Linked DNA regions of Mus musculus: regions 1, 2, 3, 5, 6 and 7 are each linked to region 4. The links are chromatin contacts, called in public HiChIP or PLAC-seq, Micro-C and promoter capture Hi-C maps. All regions are on one chromosome and are shown on one strand. The core of a region is the stretch at or near the end of the contact, and the rest is flanking DNA. Distances in the headings are between cores, read along the strand shown.

Region 1 (3,891 bases), core at 1,362-3,861, 1.0 Mb before region 4:
GTTGTAAGTTGAAGTAGTTCCCCAAAAAGATCCTTCAAAAGCCTCCTTAGGGGCCTAAGCTACAGACACTCTAGGAAGGGATCAAGGTGAAAGGAGGACAAGATAAACCCGTGAGGACATGCAGGGAGGAGCCCCACGTGGAGACAAGGAGAGGGATCAACACAGCGTAAGCCACCGGCACCCAAGGCCTGTGGAAGCTGTACAGGGTCAGGAGCACCTCCAGGTTACAGCCTGACCTTCAGTGATTGGCATCCAGGGCTGGGGGGAAAAGTGCTGCTGCTGCTGGGAGCTTCCTTTTTCTCCATGGCCTTAGAGGTGCACACACAGGCTCTCTAACCAGAAGGCAGCAGTGGGCAAGTAGCTGGAATACACACTTTGAACGGGACCATAGAGCCTAGAGGTGAGCCTCCTTCCAGGCATGCAGTAAAAGAGACAATAAACAGCTCAAAAGCCCTGTGCAGACAACCAGCAGTGACTCTGTCTATTGCTAGAAAATACTCCTGAGAGCCCAAAGTAGGATCAAGGACAAAAAGCTTCTTGTCAGCCTATTCCACAGAGCAGGAGACTGAGGCTGTAAGAGATCCATTAGCTGTTCAAGGTCACAGAGCTACCGGATGGAGGATGGCTGGTCTGCACTCACTGTGACAGCCTTCAGGAGGCCAGCCACTGTTGTCTCTCCTACCCACAGACTGGGAGCTGGGGTAGACCGTCCTCCTGTTGAAGGCCTGTGACCACACAAGGATAACAACTCTCAGGATGAAGTGGGGCAGAACTAGGAAGACGGATGGCTGGAAGAGCTAGGACGGCGTGGGTACCAAAGGGAGCCTCAACCACAAATGTTTCAGCTTGCTCTTCAAGGGGGTCCAGCTAACTAACACTCTGGGACAAACTGACCCCTTGTCCCCACTGTATCCCTCTATGTCCTGTGGAGAAGCATGACCTGGCCCTACCTGTAGGCTGAGGTGGTAGCCACAGAAAGTTGAGGTCCTTTGGCCACAGATATGTGATGCAGGGTCAGAAGTCAGACAGCTTTTCCCATCACAGACCTGCCTAGGGCTTCCCACACCTGGGAGCCAGCCACCTGGCAGGAGCTCGGATATATAGCAGTGGGGCCTGCCCAGAAGGGACCTCAGTGTCCAGACTTAGCTCCCGCTGTCACTCGTTAGGTGAAGGCTGAGAATGCAAGAGGGAGCTGAGCAGGCTGAGACCCACATGGTGCTGGTAGCTACGGCCATCTGGGAAGTAAGCATAGCCAGGGAATGGGGGAGTAGTGAGGAATAAGAGCTGTCCTGGGCTAGGATGAAGGATCCTAGGATCCAGGCAGGGGAGGCAGAACAGTTACATGTTGCAGACCCTGAGTCCAGCAGGTGTGGGACAGAGGGCAGGGAGGTGGTCAGGTGTATAAGGCCGAGTAGAGATGAGACCAGGTAGGTAAGACCCTGGCCCACAAGCTGAGTTGGGCACACAGCCTGTAAAAAGTGTTTGTGAGTCTCTGTGTAGGGTAGCCAGGGGAGGGATGTGTCTAGAGTCAATTAGACCAAGGGAACTCCGAAATCCATATTCAGGGGACTTTCAAGGTAAAGAGCTGACCCCATATCCAGGAGCTGACAGCTTTAGTGGGACTTTCAAGGTAAAGAGCTGACCCCATATCCAGAAGTTGACAGTTTTAGTGGGACTATCCCTTCCCTCTGGAGGCTGACCAGCTTCAGTTAATCCCAAACTCATCTCCTGTATTCTGGACTGATGCTGCCACATCACCTCAGTCCCAGTCAAGGACAGACGGGACTGCGAGCCTCTCTGACTCTTGCACGCTGCGGTGATGGGCCCTCAAGTACCAGAATGAAGGATCCCTGGACCACCCTGGCTCCTGCATTATGGGCTGAAGAACCCTCTTCCCTAATTACCCGACACCTTGATCTTGGGCTGGTCATCTTGACCCTGTGTCCTGGGCTGACCATTCCGGTTCACCCAGACCTCTGAGTGTTAAGTTGATGGGTACCAGGTGACCATACCTGTGTGCGGGGTGAATGGACCCACCTCATCCCAACCATGTCCAGGTCTGCCGAGCTTGTGGCTTACCCGAACCCATAGGTCAACTACCCCACAACCTGGGAGGAGGGACCTGGCTCACCACCACCGGTGCCCCGGGCTGCCAAGGCCATAGGTCACACAGCCGGAGTGCTGGTTAGGCCTCTAGGCCACCACCCTGACCCCAGCGTGCAGCCGCCCCCGTCCAGCCCACTCACCTTTGGCGCTGCCCGTCCAGGCCAAGGCCGGCGGGCGCCGTCGTGGGGCTGAGCAGGCCCTGGGGCGCGGGCCTGGCTGGCAGCCCCGGGAGGCCTCCAGGTGGAGCGGGCGGCGGCGCGGGCGCCTCGCGGGCCTCGGTGGGCGGTGGCGGCGGCGGCGCTGGCTTCTCGCCTCCGGGACCCAGGCTCGGGGGCCGTCCGTCCAGGGAGATGTTGTTGAGAAAGAAGAGGGCGGCCTGACGGCGCCGGGAGTCCCCGCGCCTCCGCGGCACGGCCGGCGGGTTCCGGGCGGCCGGCGCGGGCCTGGAGGGGCCGGGGGCCGGACCCGGGGCTCCTCCCGCCGCAGCCGCGGCCATGCTCGAGTGCGCCGCCGCGCCGCGCCGCCGCGCAGCTGCCCATTGGCCGCGGCGCGCTTGCATGCAAATACCACCCCGTCACTCCCGCCCATTGGCCGCGGCGCGCCCATATGTAAATATAGTTCCGCGGTTCCTGTCTATTGGTTGCGGCGCGCCTGTATGCAAATACCACCCCGTCGCTCCCGCCCATTGGCCGCGGCGCGCCCATATGCAAATATAGTTCCGCGGTCCCTGTCCATTGGTTGCGGCGCGCCTGCATGCAAATGAGGCTCCTCTGAGCCCTTCGATCGGCTAGCGATATGTGGCTTGCCCCGGCGCTCCCCTGAGTCCTAGAGTCTTCTGTCTGTTGTAGGTTTGGCGTGGCTAAACACGGCAAGGTCGGTAGGTGCACGGAACCTGTGTCCTGTTCTCCCGTCCAGGACTCGGTGTACAGGGCACCCTTCAGCGAATGTTCATTATGGGCTGCAGACTCAGGGTGCGGGCCTGTTGTGGTCACTTGCTCCGGGGTGTTCCCTCAGCCCTGGGGTTCTTCTGGGCAGGTATCCATCCATGTTCCACCAGAGCCTGTAACTTCCGGGCTGTGCCGCCTGGCCTCCTCACTGACTGCTGAAGACACCCGTCTATGGTCTGAGGGCAGCTGACATCTCAGTTGCCTCATGGACGTGGTCTTGAGTCTGCATGATACTGGAGTTTCAGTTTCCTTCGTGGAGGATGTCCAGGACTCGAGTATACAAACCCTTCTGGCTCAGTACCGTGTGTGTATGTCGGCCCTTCCCTGTACAGAGTCTTCACCCTACCATCACCTGCTCTTTCCAGCTCCCAACCTATGTGGACTTCTTATCTTTCTTTTGTTTTGTTTTTCAAGTCAGGGTTTCTCTGTATAGTGTAGACCAGCCTGGCCTCGAACTCAGAAATCTGCCTGCCTCTACCTCCCAAGTGCTGGGATTAAAGGCATGCGTCACCACTGCCCGGCGACTTCTTGTCTTTAAAGTGTTTGATGGATCATTGAAGAAACACAAAGGAAAATCTCCCCAATGTTCTTTTTGGTCTATGGTCACTGCCTGCTCTGGTCCTGTGGCTGCTTAAAATGGGTGCTGGAGTGGAGTTGGTTGAGGGAGAGAGATCCCTGGGAAGTGGCTTCTTTCCTTGGGAGAAGCCATCGGTAGTGTTACCTATAGGAGTTCATACTGCCAGTTCCTTCCCTGCTTTTAAGGCTCAGGCAGGCTGATTCTGTCAGACACCCCCCTCTATCCATGGCATCTCCCTGTCATCCCTGAACAAGTAGGCTT
Region 2 (3,704 bases), core at 787-3,286, 1.3 Mb before region 4:
AAACCCAAGGGACCCTTAGGAATTCGAGGACAACAGAGTCAGAACATGTGTGGAATCTGCAAGAGCCGAGACAGCTCCTGTGTCCCAGAATCCACATCACCATGATCTCCTGCATCCGCAGACCCCTACGCACTAAGTGTCCTACTGACCTCCAGGGATGGCAACAACAAAAAACACCCAGGGTCCACTTTCAGGCACTGATGACCACTAAACGCCTGCTCCCAGCATGGAGTCCCCAACCGGCTTCCCTGGCAACAGGAAAGCCCATGCCGCCTTCCACAGACTTCATTAGCATGCCCGTGAGTAGTCGGTTCGCCCTCTCTTGACCTCACCTGAGGAAGGAGAGAGAAGGGCCCCTCGGCTATACGGTGGTAGCCCAGAGCATCCGAATGGGACAGCAGAGTTCCCCGAGGGATCTGGGAGCTCCAGGACTGGGACGCCCTCAAAACTGGCAGGTCACCTGGGCAGGGGCCGCCCCTCGGCCTCTCGGGCCACCCGACTAGGGCACGGTCCCAGAATGCAGCCCAGAACTTCCTGGAACGCCAGGGCAGCCTGGTGCACCCGCCCTCGGCCTCCCGCCGCGCGCTGCCACTCACCTGGGGGCAGCTGGAAGTTCTGGATGTTGGTCGGGTTCTGCGGCGGCTGCGGCAGGCGCGGGGCCAGCACGGTGGGCGTCAGCGTGGCCCGGATAGCGCCGGTGGTGGCCGCCGGCGTCCGAGGCAGGCTGGGGGTCGCCGCGGCCGCACCCTTCGCCAGCCCCGCGGGGGTCCCGGGCGCAGGCCCCGGCAGCGCGCCCGGCATGGCGGGCCCGAGCAGCACACTGCCCGCCGCGCCCCCGCCCGCGACCCCCGCCGCCGCCGCCGCCGCCGCCGGCCCCGGCCCGGGCCCCGGTCCGGGCTTGGGCGCCTCGGCCTTGGCCCCCTGCGCGCCCGCGCCCGGCTGGCCCAACCCCGCGGCGCCCCCGGAGGCCGCGGCGGGGGCAGGAGCGGCCCCGTTCTGCGCGGCGGCGGCAGCGGCGGCGGCGGCGGCAGCGGCAGCGGGTGACACGGGGGGCGCGGGCGCGGCGGGGTGCCCGGGCGGCCGGGCTGGCGCGACAGGCGCTGGGGGCGCGGGCGGCGGGGGCGCGGCGGGCGCGGGCGCGGCGGGCGGCGAGGGCGCGGCGGGCGCGGGGGCCGCCTGGATGACAGAGCCGGCGGCGGGCGGCGGCGCGGGCCCGTTGTTGACCGGGCTGACAGCAGGTGCGGCGTGCGGCGCGGTGGGCGGCGCGGCGCTCCCATTCAAAGTTTGCGCGGCGCCGGGGCCGGGCGGGCCAGGCGGGCCGGGCTTGGAGGCGCCGGGGCCGGCGGGTGGGGCGGCGGCGGCGGGATCCGGCCCCGCGACGGCGGCGGCGGTGGCGGCGGCAGCGGCAGCGGCGGCGGGGCAGGGCCCCGCGCTGGCCTCGGGCAGCGGCCTCAGCTTGGCGGGCGCCGGCGCGGGCCCTGCGGGGACAAGCAAGCGGCGCGGTGAGCTGGAGCCCGGGCGCCGCGGGCCCCCACCCGCCGGCCGCGCTCTACCTGCGGGGGGCGGCTCCGGCGCCGCTGCGGGCGCGCCCTCGGCGGAGGCGGCCGGCCCTGCGCCCGCGGCTCCGGCCGGGCTGCCGCTCACAACATGGTTCCCGAGCGCGCCGGCGGCCGCGGCCCGCAGCTCGGGCGTGCGCGGCGCGAGGTGGTGGTGGTGGGCCGCGCTGGCCGCCAGCTGCGACTCGAGCGAGCCCACCAGATCGCTCACCACTTTCTCGTCCACCTCGCTGTTGAAGAAGACCTCGTCCAGCAGATCCGAGCCCGCCGCCATCTTTCCTCCTCGCCGCCGCCGCCGCCGCCGCTCGGCCGAGCGCGCCTGGGCAGGAGGAGGTTCCAGCGGGGCGGGGGGCGGTGCGCGGGGCGGGCGGGGGCGCGGCGCGCAGGGAGGGGGGAGGGGCGGCCCACTGCGCAGGCGCGCCGACACGCACCGCCCACGCCCGCGCCCCTGTGGCCTCCGATTGGCTGCGGCGGGCTCTTAAAAGACGCGGCCAATGGCTGCGAGCGCCAGAGGCCGGGGAGCAGGCTAGGCGCTGGGTGCTGGTCGGCTGTTGGAGCGCTGGTGGGAATGGCAGCGGGGCCGGGAGAGCGGCGGCTCTAGGCGCCGGGTGGGTCGCGGCAGCCGGCTGCGGGGTTCGCCCTTTGTCTGCACCCTTCCAAAATGGCTGCGGCCAGGGCGGGCGGTGACAGCTGCGCGGGCGCTCCCGGGGCCCCGGCGGTCAGAGAGGAGCAGGAGTCCTGGCACGAAGGCGCTTTCGGGGCGGAGAGGTGCGCAGAGGACGCCGCGGACACGACGGGTCAGCTCCCCTGACTTACAGCGGTTAGTACGAGGGCCGTGCACACCCCGGACGAAGCTGGACATCCGGAAGCTGATTTGTTCTTTATTTACTTTTCTCGTGGGGGAGGGGGGGGTTGGTTGTAAATCCTCTAAACTGATGCTTGCTGGCACTTTGTAGGAACATTTTCGTTACCATTTCTCCCCTTTCTTTCTGGGTGTTTTCTTAACCAAAAGGCCGTCTTATTGGACATCGCTATGGATTTCGTCTTTCCTTTTTTTTTTTTTTTTTTTTGAAAAGGCCGAAAACAAATTCCAGATGGCAAAGCTTGTTGGGGACCTCAACGCAACTGACCTTCCTAGAATCATCGTCACCTCTGAAGAGACTTGCCACGGTCTGCACAGATCCAGCACTGGGGAATGAGGAATTTGACACTGTAATTTTTTTTTTTTCCTTTCGTGCCTTGAAAGAGACTCTTCCCACCAGCTTTTACTACCCACACACACCCTCCATGCACTCGGAAGATGAAGGCAGGAGGAAAAGGAGTTCAACCTTTGTTATGCATTTAGTTGGAGGCCAGCCTGGGGGTCTTGTGGGGCCCTGTATCAAAAAGGTGAGGTGAGAACTATTCTCTCAAAAGCAGAGTATAAACTCTCAGCCTGTGTGCTGATCCTGTCCCAGCCTTTTAAACTAAATGAGTTATATAACTACTATACAAACCCCACCCTACCCCAGCTGTCCTCTAAGCAATAGTCTACCTAAGGAACTGTGCGCCTTGAAGCCAAAAAACAAAACAAACAAACAAACCCCACAGTGCCCTCACTTGCAAAGTGTGCTTGGGAATCCTTAAATAACAGAAATTTTGTTCTTGAACATCAGCCTCCAGATTTGGAAAGCCAGTAAAAAGAAAGAGACAATGAGGAAGCAGGTTGGGTGCTAGAAGCCAGTATAGGCTTGACACACACTAGAAGGAACAGAAATTCACAGTTGTAAATAAAACCCACGAGTCTTCTTTTGACACAGGAGAACACGTTCAGGGCCAAGAGCATCATCCTGAGTGAGTGGGACACTACTTAGTCACAGCCCCCAGCCACAAGTCACAGAATTCTTTACTCTTGATAATGGTTTGAAGATTTTAAAGTGGACCAAAGGATCAGAAGGTTCTTGCTAATCCTCTTGATGCCGGTTAATGGGACCCACCAGTTAGGTGTACAGTAGCCTGTACCCCGAAGCCATTAGGTGACAGGGAGCACAACAATGAGAGCCATAGCAAAGCCCAGGCTCTGGAGCTCACAGGCCTCTTGGTACCACGGTACACAGCCTCCTTCCATTCTTAAGCATCTGCTAATGACACAGCCCCTGAGCCACCAAG
Region 3 (3,733 bases), core at 781-3,280, 1.2 Mb before region 4:
TTGGGGGCATTTTGACTATCACTATCTGCACTGTCATGGCCGGGCGCAGAGCCAACTCTTCCTCTTTCTACACCCTACTAGTCCATCCTAGAGGACATTGCCACTCGGCGAAGATGGAGAGAGCCCCTCCCCTACTGACAGGGATGCTGAGCCACCCAGCCCTGCACCTGAGGCTGCTGAAAGGTGGCAGCAGCTCCTAAAGGGGGCAGAGAGCCAGGAGCAGTGTTAGGTACCTGTCAGCTCACCTTTTACCTAGAGGTAAAAGCGGAAGTGAGGAACTCAAGGCTCTCCTCAGCCACAGCTGGAAGACAGGTGGTTGGAATGCCACCCCGGCCCCAGGGTCAGCCCATCTACTACACAGCTTGAGTAGGGATGCCCAGCCCAACCTGGGTGGTTATTCTGCCCAGATGGCAGGGCCCTGTAGCTCAAAGTCCAAAAACAGGTTAGGTAAGCTGTGTCCCTCTGAGGCTTGTCTCTTGGAGAGGGGCTGATCTTGGAGATTTAGGTAAGGGTGTGGGTGGTGGTGGGTTTCTGAGCTAGTCTTGGCCAGGCCCCCAGAAAAACTGCAGAACCTGGTCAGTCTGACTATCTCCGTGGCAACCGGCTAGCTGTCCTTGTCCTGGCTGGGGGGCCAGCTGCCGCACCCTTCCATCAGCCCTCAGCGGGCTGGAGTTGCTTTCTTCAGAGGTAACCATGGCAACGCCTTTGTTTCGGAAGCCTGGCCCGCCTCCCTCTGTCTCTCTCTTTAGGAGCTGAGCGTGCAGGGGGCTCTTTTCCAGTCCCAGCACGTCTCTCCTGCGCCAGTGAGAAGGGGCCACCAGAAAGCCAGGCTGTCCCTGGGGTGGGAGCTAGAGAGGCAGACAGGGTCTGCTGGGCCACTCCGTGTTTGCAGAGGACTTGAGTATCTGCAGAGTGGGCCACAGAGGCGGGGGGGGGGGGGGACGGGACACGACACGGACCTGTGTGTGAGTGTGAGCACCACCTTACTGGAGGAAGAAGTGTGGCCTTGGAGAAGAATCCTTCATTATGTGCTGAAGAAGGTTCATGGGGGGCATTTAGAACCCCTTTGCTAAAGCCTCAGACTGGCTTAGCAAAAAACCCAAGTAATTACTCAAGTAACTGGAAAGCCTTGGACTGATGTCAGGTGCAGCTGGCCCTGGATGACCTGGGGGACTTGGTTCCTCCTTGGTTTCCTGCTTTCAAACGACCTATAGCGGCCCTCACCTCACTTGCTTCTGGGTAGGTTTGTGAAAGACAAGAGACATCTAACTTGCTTCCCTCAGGTTTGACACTGAGCTGAACCTCCTGGCTAGGATCGGACCACAAGTCCCATACCTTTGCAATTCCTGTGCCCTGCAAAGTCCTATGCAAGTCAGTAGCCATCTTGATTCATGTCACTTCACCTTTCTCAAACCAGACCCCACATTCCAATGTGATGAGGAGGCTGGGGAACCCTGGCTACAGAGAAAACTGAGTGTTCAGAGAGGTCAGATAGCTTTTCTGAGGCCAAACAGGCTGCAGGCGTGTCCCCAGAGATTCTGAGTTTAACCAGGAGCCACTGCAGACCACAGGGCGCCTAAGGGTGTTAAACAGGATGAACCGGCCAGGGAGGCCACTGGAGGGGTAAACTGGCCCCAGGGTATGTTAAGTCACGATTGGCGCGCAAAGGCCGGCGGCCACATTTGCCATTTGTTCATACCCCAGCAACCGTGAGAAGCGTCTGCGGGGTCGGGAGCCAAAGGGTGGGTCTAGCCCAGCGCCAGCCTGGGATCGTTCACGCCCAGCCACCTGACTCACTGTTTGTAAACTAGCCTCTCCCAAGGTCACTCCCCTTCCTCCTGCCTCCCCTTCCTTCTAGCTCCAGTATCTGCATAAACCCACCTTCTCCAAGGGGTGATTGGCTGGGCGCGCCGCCACTCCCCCGTGTGAGCCGGATTATGATAGGGCCGAGGGAGAAGCTGTCCGGAGAACGTGATCGGCATGGTTCCGCCCCCGGCGCGGCCTGCGGGCCGAGCGTTGATTGGCCAGGCGGCGGCTGACGGACGGCGCGGGGCGCGGCGAGCGGCGAGCAGCACGGCGGGCTGTAGGTCGGAGAGGCGCGGGCCGCACTTCCGCTTGGGTGTCAGAGGGTTGCCGGCTGCGGTCGGGGGCGGGGCGGCCGTGGGGTCGGCGACTCCGCGGGGACCGCGTTCGGGTGAGTGGGCTGCAGCGGGGCGGGCGCGCGGGGACGGGTCTCGGGGAGGCCCATTTGCCACCTAGGCCGCGGCTGGGCTCGGGCTGGAGAGTCGCGGCGCTAGGCCGCCGGGAGTGTGGACGACCGCGGGAGGGACGGGGCCCCGTGGGGCTCCAGCGAGGTCCGCGGTCGCACGCGAGGGACTCCGGCGTTCTCCCTTTGCTGGGCGAGCCGCGCATCCCCTCGGGGCGCGCGGGGAACTTGGTGCCCGCGTGGCCTCAGGTCCGAGGGCCTATGTCTCCACAGCAGAGTCGGAGCGCGCCTTCAGACCTGCACCAGCGAGGCAGCCAGGGCTGTCCGCGCTGAGTGCGGTTGGTGGGCCCCGCGTGGAGGCGGAGGCACCGGCGGCGGCGCTCTGTCCCCCTTGCTCCTCCGAGACGCTGCGGCCGAGTGGGGCGCCTCAGTCTTGAGAGTTGGACAAGCTTTTGAGTTATGTTCTTGTGGGTCGGCCTTTGCACATCTGGATCAGTGGTTCTGTGGGGCTCTGCACACACTCGGAGGAGGCCTTCGTGTAGGCTAGGCTCCATATTGTCAGAGATGTTGATGGGACAGCTCCTGAGTGGGAGCCTCAGGGATGGGGAACTGCTGACCCTTTCTGCAGAGAGCCTGGACCCTGCTAACTGTCACCTGTCATCTCTCCCACCTTCACTTCTTGCTTGTGGCATGTGACATCTGGTGTACCAGTAAGAGATACATATGGGTCAGTCGTCTGCAGTGGGCTCTGACAAGCAACAGGTGCTCCAAAGTGTTAGTTCACTGATGTGAGTAAGGAAACAGGAACATTTGAGTGGACACATTGTCCGTCGCCTCCCATTGCCTCTGATGGTGCCAACTAAAGGGTGACAATGAGGAAATGGGTGGCTGCATGTCCTCCATAGAATCTACCTTCCTGTTTGCCCCAGGTACTGTCTGGTAATAACAACTCTTATCTCAGGGGACGCTAATTTTGAGCAATTATTTGCTCTAGATCATTAGAAGCATGAGTCTTACAGCAGTCACTAACATTACCTTTATTCCCAAGGAAAAGAGAGCTCAAGTAGCTTACTTCAGAGCACCTAGTAGCAAATTAAGTAACAAAGGTACCGAAACCCAGACTTCCTTTTTCTCTCTCTCTTTTTTTTTTTTTTTTTTTTTTTGTTGTTGGTAAGGATGAGCATGGCCTTATGCCCGTTGAGATAAGAAAGCAGCCTCTTTATCCCCAGCTTTACTTTTTGATATTGTAATATAATTACATCATTTCCTCCAATCCCCTAGTAGTTCCTCTGCTCTCTTCTGTGGCCTCTACTTTTTGGATTATTGTTACATATGTATATGTGTGTATGTATTATGTATCCTTAAATGCATGAGTTGTACCTGCTCAGTTTGTGTAATGTTACTTGTACTTATATGCTTCCAGGGCTGATCATTTAGTATTGGATACCAGTTTGTGTGTTCTTTACACTCATTTTGTTACTTTTGAGGAGGATCTGATGTAACTGGGTAGGCTCAAATGTAATTGAG
Region 4 (3,958 bases), core at 824-3,323:
TGATTTTGTTTTTGTTTTTTTCAAGACAGGGTTTCTCTGTGTAGCTCTGGCTGTCCTGGAACTCACTCTGTAGACCAAGCTGGCCTCAAACTCAGAAATCTGTCTGCCTCTACCTTCCAAGTGCTGGGATTAAAGGCGTGTACCACCACTGCCTAGACAGAAGTTAATTTTATCACAGTAATTGTTACTGACTAGCATTCACCAAGCAGCACATATCCTCCTGCCTCAGCCTTTTGAATGCTGGAATTACTGATGTGCACCACCACCACACCTAGCTCCAAACCTCAACAACTGGAAGCTCTTACTCTTATGAACTTCTGCTAGAAAGCATAATGCTAAGCTTTTCAGATTCCCCTTGTTAATTACCACCTGTAAATATGCCAATCAATGATCTTGGTTCTGGGCGGAACCTGGGTCTCTGGAGGATCCCTAAGGGCCAAAGGAAAGTAAAGGTTGACTTCCAGGCTACTAATCATCAATAACATCCAATCCCTGTACTACCCTGACCCAAAGACCCAAGAAACCAAGAAATATAAGCTGACTAAAACCAAGGATGATCGCATGGAAACCTTCACAAAGAAAAAGAAGCAAGAAGAAACTAGGGGCCATTTTCCAAAATAATCACAAGCTATTAAGAATGAGTCCTACCCAGAGGCAGGTAGATTTCTCATCATCTACAGCCTCATCTACAAAGTGAGTTCCAGGACAGCCAGGGCTATACAGAGAAACCCTGTCTCTAAATAAATAAATAAATAAAGTCCTAGGTTAGTTCCAGGTCAGTCTTAAATATTTTTTCCCCTCTCTCCTTTTGTCATTCTGTATGTCTTGGAACTCATTCTGTAGACCAGGCTGACCTTCAACAACATCTGCATCTGTTTCCCACATGCTCGGATTATGGCCTCAGTCTAGATACTAAGACTGTCTAGGAAGGCAGGGAGGAGGGAAGATGAAATGTAGGGACTAGTAAACCTTACCATAAGGCAGGCCCATTCCATGAGTTGGTCTCCTGGCACAGAAGGGACACCTAAATATCTTTTCAGGTAGGTCACAAAGTGGGTTAATCTATGGCCTAGGTTTGTTTTTCTCAGTCACATACGCACATACACTGACATGTTTGTTCTTGGCACTCTCCATTTTATATCCAAATGGTATGTATGTATGTGTACTCCAGGATGTCTTCCCAGAAAGCTTTCCATATTTCCTATGAAGAAACAAACTAGACAGGTAGTCATATTATCGATTTAATTTTAACTTATTAAGAATGATAATTTGAAACTGTTGGGTTTGAAATGTTTTCAAGACAGAGAACATTGGCTCAGCAGTGAAGTAACCAACTAAATACCTAAAAATGTCACCAATCGTGACTAAAACTGGGCCAACCGATTCGGTTCCCAGCAATAAGATTATCCACTCAAAATAATTCCCTCCAACCACACAGTTCTACAAATGGGTCCCCATCAACGTGGTTCCCATCTGACAGGTCCACCCTGACATGGTTCCACTGATATCAAGTACCTATCCTGATGATCCTGGCCTCTAGATTCAGTTCCAAGCCAGGGGTTCAGCAATACGGGTCCCACCCATGAGTCGTTCCCAATCTTTCCACCCGCCCTCAGGAACCCGACCCATCTGGTGCCCACCGATGGGTCCCAAACACCACCACTCCCGCCTAACCGCTCCCCACTCCTCCAGCCCCTTCCGCCTCGGCTTTCACGGACGACCCGACCCTGCCTCTGGCGAGGCCAAGATGGAGGCCGGAAGCGAGCCGCCTTCGCGAGCCCTCCCGCCAGGCGCCCGCGCCCGCCCGCCAGCCTGACGCCGCCGCGCCTGACGCCGCCGCCGCCCTCGCGCGCCCGCCGCCCCTCCCCCGGCCTCCCCTCCCCCCGCCGTAACGTCCTGACGCTCCGCAGGGACCCCTGACTGGACGGCGGCGCGTGAGCGGCGCGAGAAGCCTCGCCGCGGGGGTGCGCGGGCGCGCCGATGCCGCTTACCTGGGCCCACACGGGCCTGCTCCGGCGCCCGGCTGTGACGGGTGCGGCGGCGGGTGGTGGCGGTGGCGGCCGCAGCCTTCGCTCCTTGTTGGGGATTCGGCGGCGGCGGCGGCGGCGGCGGCGGCTCGGGCGCGCGCTTCCTAGTGACGCAACACCGAGGCCGCGCACGCACGGGCCGGGCGGGCCTGGAGACTTATTTGGCGCCCAGCGCGGAAGCGAACAGTGTGGTGAGATACTGCCCCCGTAGGACTCTTGTGCGCCTGCGCGTGTGGTCTGCGTGCCTGCCCAATTAGGTGTTCTGTGGTTCAGGCCGAGGTTTGTAGTCCTGGCGTTTGGGCTCCACTAGGGAACCGAGTATCCCAGGTGTGTGCTTTGCAACCCAGCCTCGGCCTTGCAGTGACACTGTCCTAAAACTCATGTGCGGACGTTCTTAACCATTTCTGACAGAATCGTGTTTCTTTTTTTTAAAATTGAAGGCATTGCGAATTTGCTTTTTCAAACTACTCAGTGCGGAGCGGTGTTTTCACGAAGTTGACCAACTGACATTGCAGCGGGTAGTCCAACATGATTTAAACTTTTTTTTTTTTAAACGGACTCGCTATGTAGATCAGACTGACTTGGAACTCAAAGAGCCCCGAGTTCTGAGATTAAAGTGTGTATCACCATGCCCGGCCCATTATTTAAAGTTTTAAATGAAATTTAAAAGTTAAGTGTCGGGGTTGGGGATTTAGCTCAGTGGTAGAGCGCTTGCCTGGCAAGCACAAGGCCCTGGGTTTGGACCTCAGCTCTGAAAATAAATAAATAAATAAGACAAAAAGTTAAGTGTCTTAAGTATCTTGGAGCCATAAAAGTCTCATGGAGGGCCTTGGGTGCCCGAAGAATTTCTTTTATTTTTCTAACTTGTAGGGAAGGTCGCGTATTTAAGGTAACCAACATTTATTAAGTTCCTTACAGTTGAAAGCCAAAGACAAGCAGTTCTTGTGTGGTTCAAAGGTAACATCAGGTCCTGTCAAAATGAGACTTGTTTATCTTGGCCCTGGTGGAGCCTGGGCACCCTGTTAGACATTGTAGTCTTGGCAGTAAAACCCTTACCTTCCCCACCACCCCTTGCTTTCAAGCAGCTGAAGACAGCCAATTCTAAGTGCCAAGCCAGCTCTCAGAATGTGATCACTAGAATTAAGGGCTTCAGGATCCCTGCTCTGCCCATCTTAGAATCCTTAGAGTAGAAATGGATGTCTGCTTGGACGGGAACAAGAGTTCACTGTTAACAGGGTGGCAGCTAGAATGGGAAACTAACAAGCAACATTTTCACGTAATTAACACTGTAAATAAGAGACTTGCACTTTCACTCTGAAGGAGATGAGGAAGTCTTTGTCATTGCTGTTTGTTTTGGTTATGTGAGTTTGTCATTGCAAAAATAAATGCTAATGAGATCAAATGGTCTGGCTAGAGAAGAGCTGGTGGCCAGTCTGAGCATTTGTTCAGGGAAGCTGAAGAATGTAGAAGACCACCACCATCGTTGGAGGCATGCATAAGCTCTCCCAGCTTGAGTCTAGCAGATGTAAAAAATCAGCTTCCCCAGCCTGCTCAGAATTACAGATTCTGATTGCCAGTGCCTGAGATTAGTTCTACTGTAGGCAACCCTCATCAGTGCAGAGCCGTATCTGTGGAAGGAATAGGTGGTGTCATCAGCTGGTATTGCTGTGTGCCCGCCACCCCTAAGTGAGTGAGTTCCCACTGCCTAAGGAGATAGTAGCAGAAAGCAGGGGATCTAGGAGGTGACAGGCACGGTGCTATGTCTGAGGTAGGAAGCAGTCCTCTCTGTGTACTGAACATGCCATGACCTTGGATTGCCAGCCTTCAGAACTGTGAGTGGTAATCTGGATTATTTATAAGACACCTACTAGGTGGTTATTTTTGTTACAACAGCCTCAGTAATCTAATTCCCCAACAATCGAGAAAGTACT
Region 5 (3,510 bases), core at 94-2,593, 1.3 Mb before region 4:
ACCAGTTTGGGCTGCACAGTCAGTTCCCCGCCAACCTGAGCTAAGAGTAAGACAGACCCCTGTCACAACTAAAACTAAAACTAAAAGAAAACAAAAAACAAAAAAACAAAACAAAAAACAGGCTCAGCAAGATGGCTCAGCGGGTAAATGCATTTGCTGCTAAGTGTGACCCCCTGAATACCCATTTCCGGGACCCATATGCTTCCAGGAAGCAGAGAACTCCTAACTGTCCTCTGGCCTCTACACATGTTGTGACATATGCACACACGGACACACATGCACATGCACCGAATAAGAAAATATTAAAATTTAAAATTGTTCACAACTATTCCCAGCATCCTCCGGCAGTGGTGGTAAGTTGATGTCACTACAGTAAGAAGTACGTTTTATGGCTCACATTTAAGAGAAATTGTTTCACAAAACAGTACTTGTTTTCACTATATGGGATGTTCCCTTATCTCCTCTTTCATTCTATTTCACGTTTATAAAATGCCAATCGCCACCAAATTTCTCATAGTAACTAATATTGGGCTCTAATCTGATGGTGGAGACTAACTGTAAATTAGCATGCGCTCATACATACAAAGTTACCCGCTATGCATGATGCGGAGTCAGCAACGCAAGAATGGGAAGCGATTTAGGGGGAAATCTCCCAATTTTATACTGCGGGCTGGGCTTTGGGCCGCAGTCTGAGGACGCGCGCACGCGGGCGGGAGTCACCCAAAACAGTCAGGGCTTATTTTAGGGATATCAGGCTTGGGAGCGCAGGGCTGCCCCGAGCTCCCCCTGCACTTTCTATTTCAGGGTCGCCCCCGCCGTGAGCGCTGCAGAACTGAGCAGCACCCGCCTGCCGGTTCCTTAGCCCCGGGGAGCAAGCGGGACTGAAGACGCACCTGGCCCGGCGCTGTCGGGGTCCAGCTCCAACAAACAAGAAAGGAAGACTGACAACTCCGCCCTATTAACACCTGGGCCAGAAGGGTGCCAGCGGCACGCGCGGAGGGAGGAGCCTGGCGCTCTTCCAGGTCCAGCCCCCGCCCCGCCCCCGAGTTTGCAAACAGTGGCCTCCCGCCTGCCCCGCGCACGCGCGCTTCGCCCCGCCCGCTCAGTCTCAGGCCCCGAAGCGGTGAGCGAGGCCCGCCGGGAACCGGCTGGGAAGACCCGGAGAGGCAGGTCCCCGGCCGGCAGCTTCCAAATGCGCAGGCGCGGCCCCGCCCACCGCCTGCGGCGCGGCCATATTTAAAGGGAGCCGGCAGCGAGGAGCCAATAGGCTGCGAGCGTACGGGGGCGGCGCGCGGTGGCGGGAGGCCCCGGATGTGGCTGCGGCGGCGCTCCTCCCCCGCTCCCTTCAGACTCGGGCTAAGCGCCTCGCTCTGCTCCCTCTCCGGTTCGCTCGTGGCCCGCAGGCCCCTAGGCGCGGCAGGAGGCGCCTCGGAGGCGGCGGCGCGGAGCTGCGCAGGAGTGGGAGGCCAGGCCACCGCGCGGCAGCGGAGCGGGCGGGGCCCGGCGCTGGTCCCCCGCGCCCTGCGCGCCCCGGCCGCCGCCATGAGCGGCTCGTCCGGCACCCCGTATCTGGGCAGCAAGATCAGCCTCATCTCCAAGGCGCAGATCCGCTATGAGGGCATCCTCTACACCATCGACACCGACAACTCCACCGTGGCGCTCGCCAAAGGTAGCGGCCCGCCGCCGCCGCGCGCCCAACTGACGCCCCAACAGCTCGCCGCCCCGCGCCTGCCCGCACAATGGTGTTCCCCGCTTCGGCGGGGGCTGTGGGAGGAGCGGACCAGGATCCTGCCGGTGTCGGGGGGTGGGGCGGCTTTGAAGCCGTGGACCTCCCCACCTGCGAGACGCCCTCGCGGGGCGAGACGCGCGCCGAGGCGGGGGGCCCGGGTCCGGCGCGCTCTCCTTGGAACCCCTTGGTAGCCACCGCCCGTCGAGTCGCGGTGCAGCCTCTCGCCGAGCTAGGGCGTCGGTTGAACTGCGGCTGTCCTGCTCTGAACTCTCCCGACCCTGTCCACTTGAGGGGTTGGTTTGATGAGAGAAGTCCAGAGTCGGTGCGCTAGTCGCGGCAGCGTGAGGGCCCAGAGCTTCTTTGTCTTCTTTCTCCGCGTTAAATGGGGCGCTTGTTTCCTTCGGCTCTCCAGAAGCGTGAGCGCCGCAGCCCGCCCGGGGTTAACGTGTTAGACCCTCGAGGGTGCAGATGGGAGGTTCGAGGCCAATCTGAAGCCAGCATGCTGCAGTCCTGGGCCATTCTCCTAAACCCTAGCCATACCTCCTATTTGAAGCGAGGCGCACAGACCCAGACTGGTGCTGCAGTGAAGGGCTCAGGGTTCCGGCTTTTTGTTCTCTTGAACTCTTCATGCTGCACTTGACGTGAGATCCCCTGTTGGAGAACCAGACCCAGAGTAGGCCCCTGTCCACAATAGGAGTTTGCTACTTAAAGCCTGCCACCAGATTCAGCTCAGCCCAGGAGTCTTGCCAAAGAGAGGTGTGCTAGCCTTCCTAGATCCATCCTGTCGAGGGTCCGTTGGGTCCAGGATTTCCTTATGAACATAGAAACTAATGTTGGGGGTCTGAGTTTGGAGATTTGTTCCCTTTGTTTCTGCAGCAACCATGGCCTGTTCTTTGTACCAGGGCTAGGGAGATTTCGTGCTTGCCTCAGAAAATCTCCTCAGCTGCAGCTTGTGATGAGGGCCTAAGGGTCCATCTGCAAAGTCAGATGTGAGAAAAGAGGTTCTACAAAGAGCTCTGCCCATCAGAGGGCTTTCACAGATTATCAGGGAACTTTGTGAAGCTTGGGATTCTACGGGAATTCTCATGTCAATTCCTGAACTACTGTCCCTTGTGGTCTTTGCCACATGGTGCTGTATAGGTATTGTCAGCGAGCTCGAGTAGCTGTTAGTTGTGAAGAGAGTGCTGTGTCAGAGGGCACTCTCTGTAGTCAGAAGCTTGGCCCAGGACAACAAGTTAACTGTCGTTTTCTCAACCCCTAAGTGAGGTCCTTTGGTACTGAAGACCGTCCCACAGACAGGCCTGCTCCCCCAAGAGAGGAAATTTATGAGTACATCATTTTCCGGGGAAGTGATATCAAGGATATTACTGTGTGCGAACCTCCAAAAGCTCAACATACACTCCCTCAGGATCCTGCTATTGTTCAGGTAAGTGTCGACGCTTCTGTGTGGCTGTGCCTTTACAAGAGAGGCTGGTTTCCCCTTGAAAGTTGGTGTCATCTGTTTGGAGCATTCAGCTTGAGGAATTGCCCTCTAGTGAACACTGGCCTGGTTTTCACCTAGACGGTTTCTGTTCCTAAGGGGTTAATTCATGCAGAGCATACACCTTACAGGGTTACATGCGCAGCATGGAGGGCCGCTAGGGAAAGAGACCTGTGGCTTGCTGTGCGTGAGGTACAGATGCTGCTGCTGGTGGCCTTGCCTGGGCCTGGCATGCCTAGAGCATAGCAGTCTAGCTTTGAGTGGCAGAGTATAAGTGGCGCATCGGGTGTTTTGAGGGTGA
Region 6 (3,514 bases), core at 626-3,125, 1.0 Mb before region 4:
CGGATGCAGCCAGAGCAGCTGCAGATCTCAAAACTAAAACCACCCCTGTCCACATGCCTTATGGATGATATGAACAGTGATTTTCCTAAGGTCAGAGGCTCTGGTATCCTCACTTCTTTTCTTTTTTCTTTTTCTTTTTTGGTTTTTCGAGACAGGGTTTCTCTGTATAGCCCTGGCTGTCCTGGAACTCACTGTGTAGACCAGGCTGTCCTCGAACTCAGGCAGGCTGTCCGCCTGCCTCTGCCTCCCGAGTGCTGGGATTAAAGGCGTGCGCCACCACGCCCAGCTAGCCTTGCCCTTCTAGCCCATTCCTTTTGCCTTGCTTAAAAAAAAAAAAAAAAAAAAAAAAAAAAAACCACGATAGATTCCATTCTTAAAGTTAGCCACCAAACTCTACTCCCTTATATGGTCACTTCCTCCTCGTGAGGCTGACTACCAAAGTCCAGCTATTAAAAGTCCTATCCAATCAAAATACACCACTGTGCAGCCCGGTCTAGCATGGAACCCCCCTTTTCTCTTATTAAAAGTTACACCTGCAAGGTCATTTGCTTGTGTTTTTCTGACCAAGTAGAAAACAGCCACTTTAACTCCTCTTCCCCACCCCCATTTAAAGGAGCTCTCTGTGAAAACAGGTGCTTGGGTAAGGTGTCTGTGCCTAATCTGAAAGATAACCCCTGCTGCGCGGGAATTTATTATTTTTTTCAAAACAGGGTTTCTCTGTGTAGCCCTGGCTGTCCTGGAGCTCACTGTGTAGACCAGGCTGGCCTGGAACTCAGAAATCTGCCTGCCTCTGCCTCCCGAGTGCTGGGATTAAAGGCGTGCGCCACCACGCCCTGCGCGGGAACTCTTAATGCATACATGACTACTGGTTTCCAGGTGTGAGGAGGAAAGTGTAGCCTCGGTTTCACCAGACCCCGTGACAGACAGTCTTGGAAGGTGATCACCAGTCAGTGTGCACATGGCAGGGAGGTTCTCCCCAAGACCATGTAACTGGGTGTATGTCCCAGCTCCAGACTGCAGCTCCAGTCCCAGAGAGATATCAGGCATAAAGTTCTACAGATGAGTGAGCAGTGGATTCACTCACGGAGAAATGTAATCTCAGGAGAGTCGTCAACAGCGTGGGCAGTCTTGTGTCCGGGCTGCTCTCTGACCTCGTAAACAAAGAGGCTTACTGAGCATTATGGTGACTGTGGTCTGGGAACTTTCCTTTTTCGAGACGGGAACTCAGTGTAGTCCAGAGTGGCCTCAAATAGATAATCCACCTGCCTCGGCATCCCGAATGCTGAGATTAAAGGCGTGCACTCTCAGGCCAGACTCACTTCCCTAGGCGTGTGGACCGGGTGGCGGCTGGAGCCAGAGGAGTAGGGCAGGGCCTGGGGCGAGGAGGGGCAGGATGGCAAGGACGCAGGGTGAGTAGGGGGTTCTTGAAGAGAATGAATGTGCAGCGGAAAGCCAGCGGTCCAGCTCATTTGATCCAACCTCAGTTTCCTCTTCGGAGGATTGGTCTTCCCGTTCCCGCCTCCCTCCGCCACGCTCGTTCCCCTCCCAGGCTCTGGCGGCGCCTCAGGTCGGTGGAGTCAGGGATCCAGCAGCGGCTGGGCTCCCTCTGACAAGCTAGCCTCGAGGGCGGCTGGAAGACAAGCCAAGTCCAACCTCTCCAGCGGAGGACGGAGGGGCTGGACTCCGCAATGGAGGCGGGGCCTGAGGAAGAAGGCATGTCTTGGCTGGAGGCGGAGACAGGGACCGATGCCTGTGCTTTGTGCGGAAAGAGCCAGGCTTTCTTTGCACCGGAAGCGGAAGTTAAAACACACAAACAGGCCTCCGGTATGGTGGATACGAGTACCCTGACCCGGAAGCACTTACCGAGGACCCGCCCTCCTGCCCAATAGTGCTGCGGAGGCACGAGCTACTTCCTTTCTGCGCTCTCGCTGGACAAGTGAGCAGGTAGGCCTCGGTGCGGGCTGTGTGCGAGCGGGGCCGGGCTGGGCCGGGCTGGGCGCAGTTGGGGAGGTCGCGGTCACATGGCCGAGAGTGCTTGCGGGCCATGGGTCTGGTTGGGCCCGCAGACTCGGAGTGCGGGCCTGACCAGTCTCAAGACCTGCGTGGTAACTCTGCAGGGACGGCCTCAGGATGCAGAACGACGCCGGCGAGTTTGTGGACCTGTACGTGCCGCGGAAATGGTGAGCATCTGCGGGCCCGTCATTCTCGCGCCCGCTTTCCCCGCTCCCATTCATCCACTGTTCTTTTGCGACCTATTAAACGCACTGTGCATCTCTTTACCCAGCTCCGCAAGCAACCGCATCATTGCTGCCAAGGACCACGCGTCCATCCAGATGAACGTGGCCGAGGTGAGCTGGGAACCTGACGGTTCCTGAGGGAAGGAATTACGAGGCCCTCAGGCCTCAGCCTGGCTCTTGGTGTGTTTACTAACATCGGGGTGAGGTCGAATCTTCCAACCTCTTTTTTTTTTTTTTTAACCCAGGTTGATAGGACCACAGGCCGGTTTAATGGCCAGTTTAAAACCTATGGCATCTGCGGGGCCATTCGCAGGATGGTGAGTTCTACCACCTGGTCTGCCTTGTACTGTTCATGTGACATCTGAGCTCTGATGGTGGTGTCCTTTTCTTCCTGTGGGAATGGTTTTGGGCTTAATAGTGCATGCTCTGCCTGCTAAGCAGGGAGCCAGCTCTGTGTGGATACTCAGGTATTTATTTTTAATTTTAAAGGGCGAGTCAGATGATTCTATTCTCCGATTGGCTAAGGCTGATGGAATTGTCTCAAAGTAAGTGTGGGGGACAATCTCACATTGGGGTTGAGTGGCTTGGGACTTCCCAAGAGATACAGCTTTTAATACTACTTTTTCCCCTTTGTTAGGAACTTTTGAGCAGAAGAAATCGGGAATTTGTTACAAATAAAAGTTTTAAGTACCTGTGACAGTTAAGTCTGCTTTTGCTGTTTTTACTATGTAGGGCTGGTGTTTTTATTGTGACCAGAAAAGGGCCGCACACTTACCTGAAAGGAGACAAGCAAGGAAGTATGTTGCAAAAACCAGTTTTACTTTAACAAAAACATTTTAACACCTTCCATTCATAACCTACTGGACATACACCACATTCTGAGGTCTGACACAGCTGTGTCCTGTTGAGCGCTGCGGGTGCAGCACCAGGTCTGTGGCATTGGGTCACAGTCCAGCTGGACACCATGGATATACCTCAGATTTCTGGACTCAGTCTATAGGACTCTGTTTAGCCCGTGTTTGGTTTAAGGGTTGGCTTTAACAGTGCTCAATACCACAAACCAGCAGCTCTTAGCGAAGCTTAGGAAGGACTAACAGCAGACCAGCTTGGTAAAATGAATACACCTTACTACATCTAGAAGCTTAAATAACATTTATCCCATCAGTCAGCCATATATATCTAAGTTCATTTAAAAAAAAAATGATGGGGCTGCCCTGAAGATAACCTGTTTGCAGGAACGACTTATTGCACCTAAAGATGCTCTGAGAACGTGGCAT
Region 7 (3,525 bases), core at 460-2,959, 1.1 Mb before region 4:
CAGTTTATGAACATAACAGTGAAGTGACAGCTCTATTTTCCAAACTGCTCCCAAATTAATTAAATCTTTAAAGAATGACTTAAAACATTTTATGTGTGTTTTGCCTACATGCATGTCTATACAATGTGTGTGTGTGCCTGGTGCTCACACAGGCCAGAAGAGGGCATCCGGTCTCATGGAACTGAGGTTCCAGACAGTTGTGAGCTGCCATATGGGTGCTGGAAATCAGACCTGGGGGCCTCTGCAAGAGCTGCCAGTGCTTTTAACCACGGAAGCATTTCCCCAGTCCCAATTAAATCTTTTAAATTGGTCTTGAACACTTGGCAGTTCTCCTGCCTCAGCCTTTTCAGGGCTGGGATTATCAGGCATGAGCCACCACACCTAACGAAATTCAAAGGTTTTTGTAGTAAAGCTGGAAACTGGGCCAGCGAGATGACTCAACAGGTAACATTGTTTGCCAGGCAAGTCTGGTAACCCAAGTCTGATCACAGGAACCCAGAGTGTAAAGAAGCAAGTTACTGAATGTTGTGCTTAGACTGCCACATGGGTGACACACACTTTTAAAAAAAGGAAACTACACAGGACAGAGTCCAACAAAAAGATGACAGACGCAAGCATGTAGAACTTACTGCATCAGAATTCCAAGCAGGAACTAAAGCGAGTGAGCCACAGTGGCGACAGAAATGCATCTTAGAGGCGGGACTCCCTCCAGCTCAGGCTGGCCTGGAACACGTTGGTGTCGGCGTCAGACAGTAGTAAGTGAGAAAAACTACTTTTCACCTTTGTTTCAGAAAAAGACCGCACACGTTTCACATATACACAGATGGTAACTTGTGGAGCATGCCAGAGAATTCAGCACTGCTTGGCCCTGGAGAGGGCTGGAGGGTGGGCCTGGGGCCTTAAAGCTGTCATAGAGGAAGCAAAGAAATGGAAGTGGTGTGTAAAAGAAACTGTGAGGACTCTTGGGCTTTACATTCTGCGAGCACCTCTGCCCTACAGGAAGGTGGTGGCACCCTACCTGACTAGCTACAAGCAGCCCTTAGACCCCACCCATCCGCGGTGCTCTGTGAACTTGTTCTTACAGCATTGAGCAACCCCATGCTACCTTCTCCACCCCACCTCCACTCCCCCATCCTGAGCAGCCGCTTGTACTTTCCTATAATGTATGTCAAATTAGCACAAAGTGACATGAAGCTGACACTTTCCTCGCTCTCGTGTCAAGAGACTACCTCCTACCTTTTAAACCATGTGACTATTTTATGTCTTGGGCCCTGACACCTCGCTCACCCAATAATGCAAATCAGACAGGCTGTCTCCCTGCGGTGTGGAGAGAGACAGGTCCATTCAGAACTAGATGGGTAACAGCGGACATCCGTCCCAGGGTACGTGTCACAGCTCAACCCCACGAGCACGTTGGTGTACGGTCCGGTGCCCATCACCCTGGTCTCGACCTCTGCAGCGCCGCCCCGCGGGGGCCCTTTCTGCGAGTCGTGGAGGCCGGGGCGCTGTTCCCAGCGCTGCCGCCAGGGGCCACCGCCGCTCCCCTATGACACAGCAACAATAGGGGCCGCTCTGGCCCGCGCTTCCGCCGGAAACAGGCCGCCGGCGCGGAGGCGGGCCGGATGCGATGGACGGTGACCAGGGCCAATCGGGACCTGGTCGGGGCCGGCCGCGCGGCTGACGGAACTCAATCCGCGGCGAGAGCGGCGGCGGGGCGGGCCAAGCACGGGCTTCCGGCGAGGCCCGGCAGGCGCCGAGGAGGAAGAGCGAGCCCGGACGGTGCCCCTAGGCCGAGTGTGAGCACCGCCAGGTAGGGGCCCGGTGGCGGCAGCGGCGGCTTAGGCGCACGCGGCTCCAGGCTGGGTCGAGCGGCGGGAGGACGGGACGCGGCAGCAGCCGGGGGGCCGAGTCAGTCCGGGCCGGCCGCCGGTGCCCCAGACGCGCCGGGGCCGGACGCAGCGAGGCTCCCTCCGCACGGGCGGGCAGTGACGTCGCGGGAGCAGGGGCTCCGCGGGGCTGCGCTCGGCCCTGCGCACAGCCCTGGCCTTGCGCAGCCTGGCGCGCTCCCGCTCCCGGGCAGTCGCGGGCCGACCGGCGTATGGGTGGGACATTGAGCACGCGACGCGGAACGACGGGCCTCGCTCTGTTTTTTCAGGATGACGACTTCAGGCGCTCTGTTCCCAAGCCTGGTGCCCGGCTCTCGGGGGTCTTCTACCAAATATTTGGTGGAGTTCCGGGCAGGAAAAATGTCATTAAAAGGAACTACGGTCACCCCAGATAAACGGAAAGGTCTCGTGTACATCCAGCAGACGGACGACTCCCTTATTCACTTCTGTTGGAAAGACAGGACCTCTGGGACCGTGGAGGATGTGAGTGCCTGTAGCCAGAACAGGCCAGCGGGGCAAGAGCAGGGAATATGGCTTCATCTTCCATAGATTAGTGTAGGGGTCCCAAGGTTGGCAGAGTGCTCCAGTCACTCTGTGAAGCCATGCACCCCGTGGTGACCATGGTTCTTAAGGTTTTAGCAGAGACAGCCTGCTGACAGGGTGATAGGGTGGGCTGGTGGCCTCAGCCCTGGCCTTAAACTTCCAGTCTTGTGGAGGAGTGTGCAGATATGACCCTCACCACAGCCTCGGGTAGTTTAGCGCTCTGAAGAGGCTGCTTTCCTTGGGGCTCTTTGTCTCCCAAAGTACATTGTTCTTTGTTACACTTAGGAGCAGCTAGCCAGAGTTGGTTGACCTTTTACTTCTTGGAACACAGTTCCAGAATGTTTCTGTTAAGTCGTCTGGTCCTCAGAGAGCACTTTTTCTATTCCTCCAGTCTGGGCCCTCTTCTGTTTGTCTTCACTGGGGTCTGAGACTTCTTGACTCCACCCTGTTATTGGGGTCCAGCAAATATTCAGGGACCTAAGCCTTGGTGGTACACACTTGTGTGCCTCTGTCTATCTGTCGTCTGACTGTCCTCCTTGTGTCGCCAGGACTTGATTATCTTTCCTGATGACTGTGAGTTCAAGCGGGTACCTCAGTGCCCCAGTGGGAGGGTCTACGTGCTCAAGTTTAAGGCAGGGTCCAAGCGGCTCTTCTTCTGGATGCAGGTAAGCAGGAGAGTGGTCTACTCTGTCTTTCCTTGTGATTCACTTGGGGTTACTTTCCCCACATTAGAAGGTGCTGACCTGGAGGGCCTGGTCTGGCTGCGTTCCTACCACGGTGGCTAGCTGGTGGTTAGGCACCGGAGCCCCGCTCGTGGACTTATCTGTAGGCACACAGCTCCAGGGCCTCAGGTCTTCCATTACTCCATGGCCACGAATTTTAGCTCCCAGAGGTGACGCCCTCTGTTCTCTCAGCAGTTGAACGTCCCCCACTTAAGCTCTTCTGTGCTGTGTGTTGCGAGGCCCTTCAGTGTCATGGCTCCTGCATCTCACCCACATCTGCAGTGTCCCTCAAATGCAGTCTCCACAGTCTGCCACCTGTTGGAGACCATTGGCATATTTGTGTTTCTTATACTGTTAATGTGGTTCTGCTGTGG

What was found. Promoter capture Hi-C pulls out the DNA fragments that hold promoters and counts their contacts. A called contact is a pair of places that touch in the nucleus more often than the background predicts. HiChIP or PLAC-seq counts read pairs in DNA pulled down with a chosen protein or histone mark.
Region 1: a promoter capture Hi-C map of pre-B cells shows a contact between it and region 4, with 2.1 times the contacts expected there. The contact joins the promoter of Cables2 here to the promoter of Gmeb2 in region 4. A contact is called at or near these places in 4 of 39 promoter capture datasets (the 3T3-L1 cell line, cranial neural crest, fetal liver and 1 more) and 1 of 115 datasets of contacts at active chromatin or transcription factors (large pre-B cells).
Region 2: a promoter capture Hi-C map of pre-B cells shows a contact between it and region 4, with 2.7 times the contacts expected there. The contact joins the promoter of 4921531C22Rik here to the promoter of Gmeb2 in region 4.
Region 3: a Micro-C map of embryonic stem cells shows a contact between it and region 4, with 3 times the contacts expected there. The contact joins the promoter of Osbpl2 here to the promoter of Gmeb2 in region 4. A contact is called at or near these places in 1 of 484 Hi-C or Micro-C datasets (embryonic stem cells) and 2 of 9 other capture datasets (adipose tissue and liver).
Region 5: a promoter capture Hi-C map of pre-B cells shows a contact between it and region 4, with 3 times the contacts expected there. The contact joins the promoter of Lsm14b here to the promoter of Gmeb2 in region 4. A contact is called at or near these places in 2 of 39 promoter capture datasets (embryonic stem cells and pre-B cells) and 1 of 9 other capture datasets (adipose tissue).
Region 6: a contact with region 4 is called in a promoter capture Hi-C map of liver, with 4 times the contacts expected there. The contact joins the promoter of Rps21 here to the promoter of Gmeb2 in region 4. A contact is called at or near these places in 2 of 39 promoter capture datasets (liver and pre-B cells), 1 of 484 Hi-C or Micro-C datasets (B cells) and 1 of 115 datasets of contacts at active chromatin or transcription factors (astrocytes).
Region 7: a FOXA1 HiChIP or PLAC-seq map of pancreatic cancer cells shows a contact between it and region 4. The contact joins the promoter of Adrm1 here to the promoter of Gmeb2 in region 4. A contact is called at or near these places in 2 of 39 promoter capture datasets (cranial neural crest and pre-B cells) and 1 of 115 datasets of contacts at active chromatin or transcription factors (pancreatic cancer cells).

Annotation. Positions count from the first base shown.
Region 1 is chr2:180,270,854-180,274,744 of GRCm38.p6, forward strand. It overlaps Cables2 (CDK5 and Abl enzyme substrate 2), which reads right to left and starts at 2,612. Exons shown (of 10, transcript NM_145851.2): 1 at 2,247-2,612. The coding sequence starts at 2,602.
Region 2 is chr2:179,974,817-179,978,520 of GRCm38.p6, forward strand. 4921531C22Rik (RIKEN cDNA 4921531C22 gene) reads left to right here and starts at 2,037. Exons shown (of 2, transcript NR_033782.1): 1 at 2,037-2,376; 2 at 2,633-3,704. Taf4 (TATA-box binding protein associated factor 4) reads right to left here and starts at 1,830. Exons shown (of 15, transcript NM_001081092.1): 1 at 597-1,830. The coding sequence starts at 1,830.
Region 3 is chr2:180,117,276-180,121,008 of GRCm38.p6, forward strand. It overlaps Osbpl2 (oxysterol binding protein-like 2), which reads left to right and starts at 2,031. Exons shown (of 14, transcript NM_144500.4): 1 at 2,031-2,194.
Region 4 is chr2:181,285,893-181,289,850 of GRCm38.p6, forward strand. Gmeb2 (glucocorticoid modulatory element binding protein 2) reads right to left here and starts at 2,074. Exons shown (of 10, transcript NM_198169.2): 1 at 1,992-2,074.
Region 5 is chr2:180,023,644-180,027,153 of GRCm38.p6, forward strand. Lsm14b (LSM family member 14B) reads left to right here and starts at 1,344. Exons shown (of 10, transcript NM_001372364.1): 1 at 1,344-1,669; 2 at 2,992-3,155. The coding sequence starts at 1,543.
Region 6 is chr2:180,255,504-180,259,017 of GRCm38.p6, forward strand. Rps21 (ribosomal protein S21) reads left to right here and starts at 1,876. Exons shown (of 6, transcript NM_025587.2): 1 at 1,876-1,944; 2 at 2,118-2,180; 3 at 2,285-2,348; 4 at 2,483-2,554; 5 at 2,727-2,782; 6 at 2,875-2,941. The coding sequence starts at 2,131. The coding sequence ends at 2,884. Cables2 (CDK5 and Abl enzyme substrate 2) reads right to left here. Exons shown (of 10, transcript NM_145851.2): 10 at 3,036-3,514. Mir3091 (microRNA 3091) reads left to right here and starts at 2,033; the gene lies at 2,033-2,108.
Region 7 is chr2:180,169,879-180,173,403 of GRCm38.p6, forward strand. It overlaps Adrm1 (adhesion regulating molecule 1), which reads left to right and starts at 1,710. Exons shown (of 10, transcript NM_019822.3): 1 at 1,710-1,810; 2 at 2,156-2,369; 3 at 2,978-3,094. The coding sequence starts at 2,157. Gm29886 (a long non-coding RNA gene) reads right to left here and starts at 1,372. Exons shown (of 4, transcript XR_867152.3): 1 at 1,288-1,372; 2 at 630-905.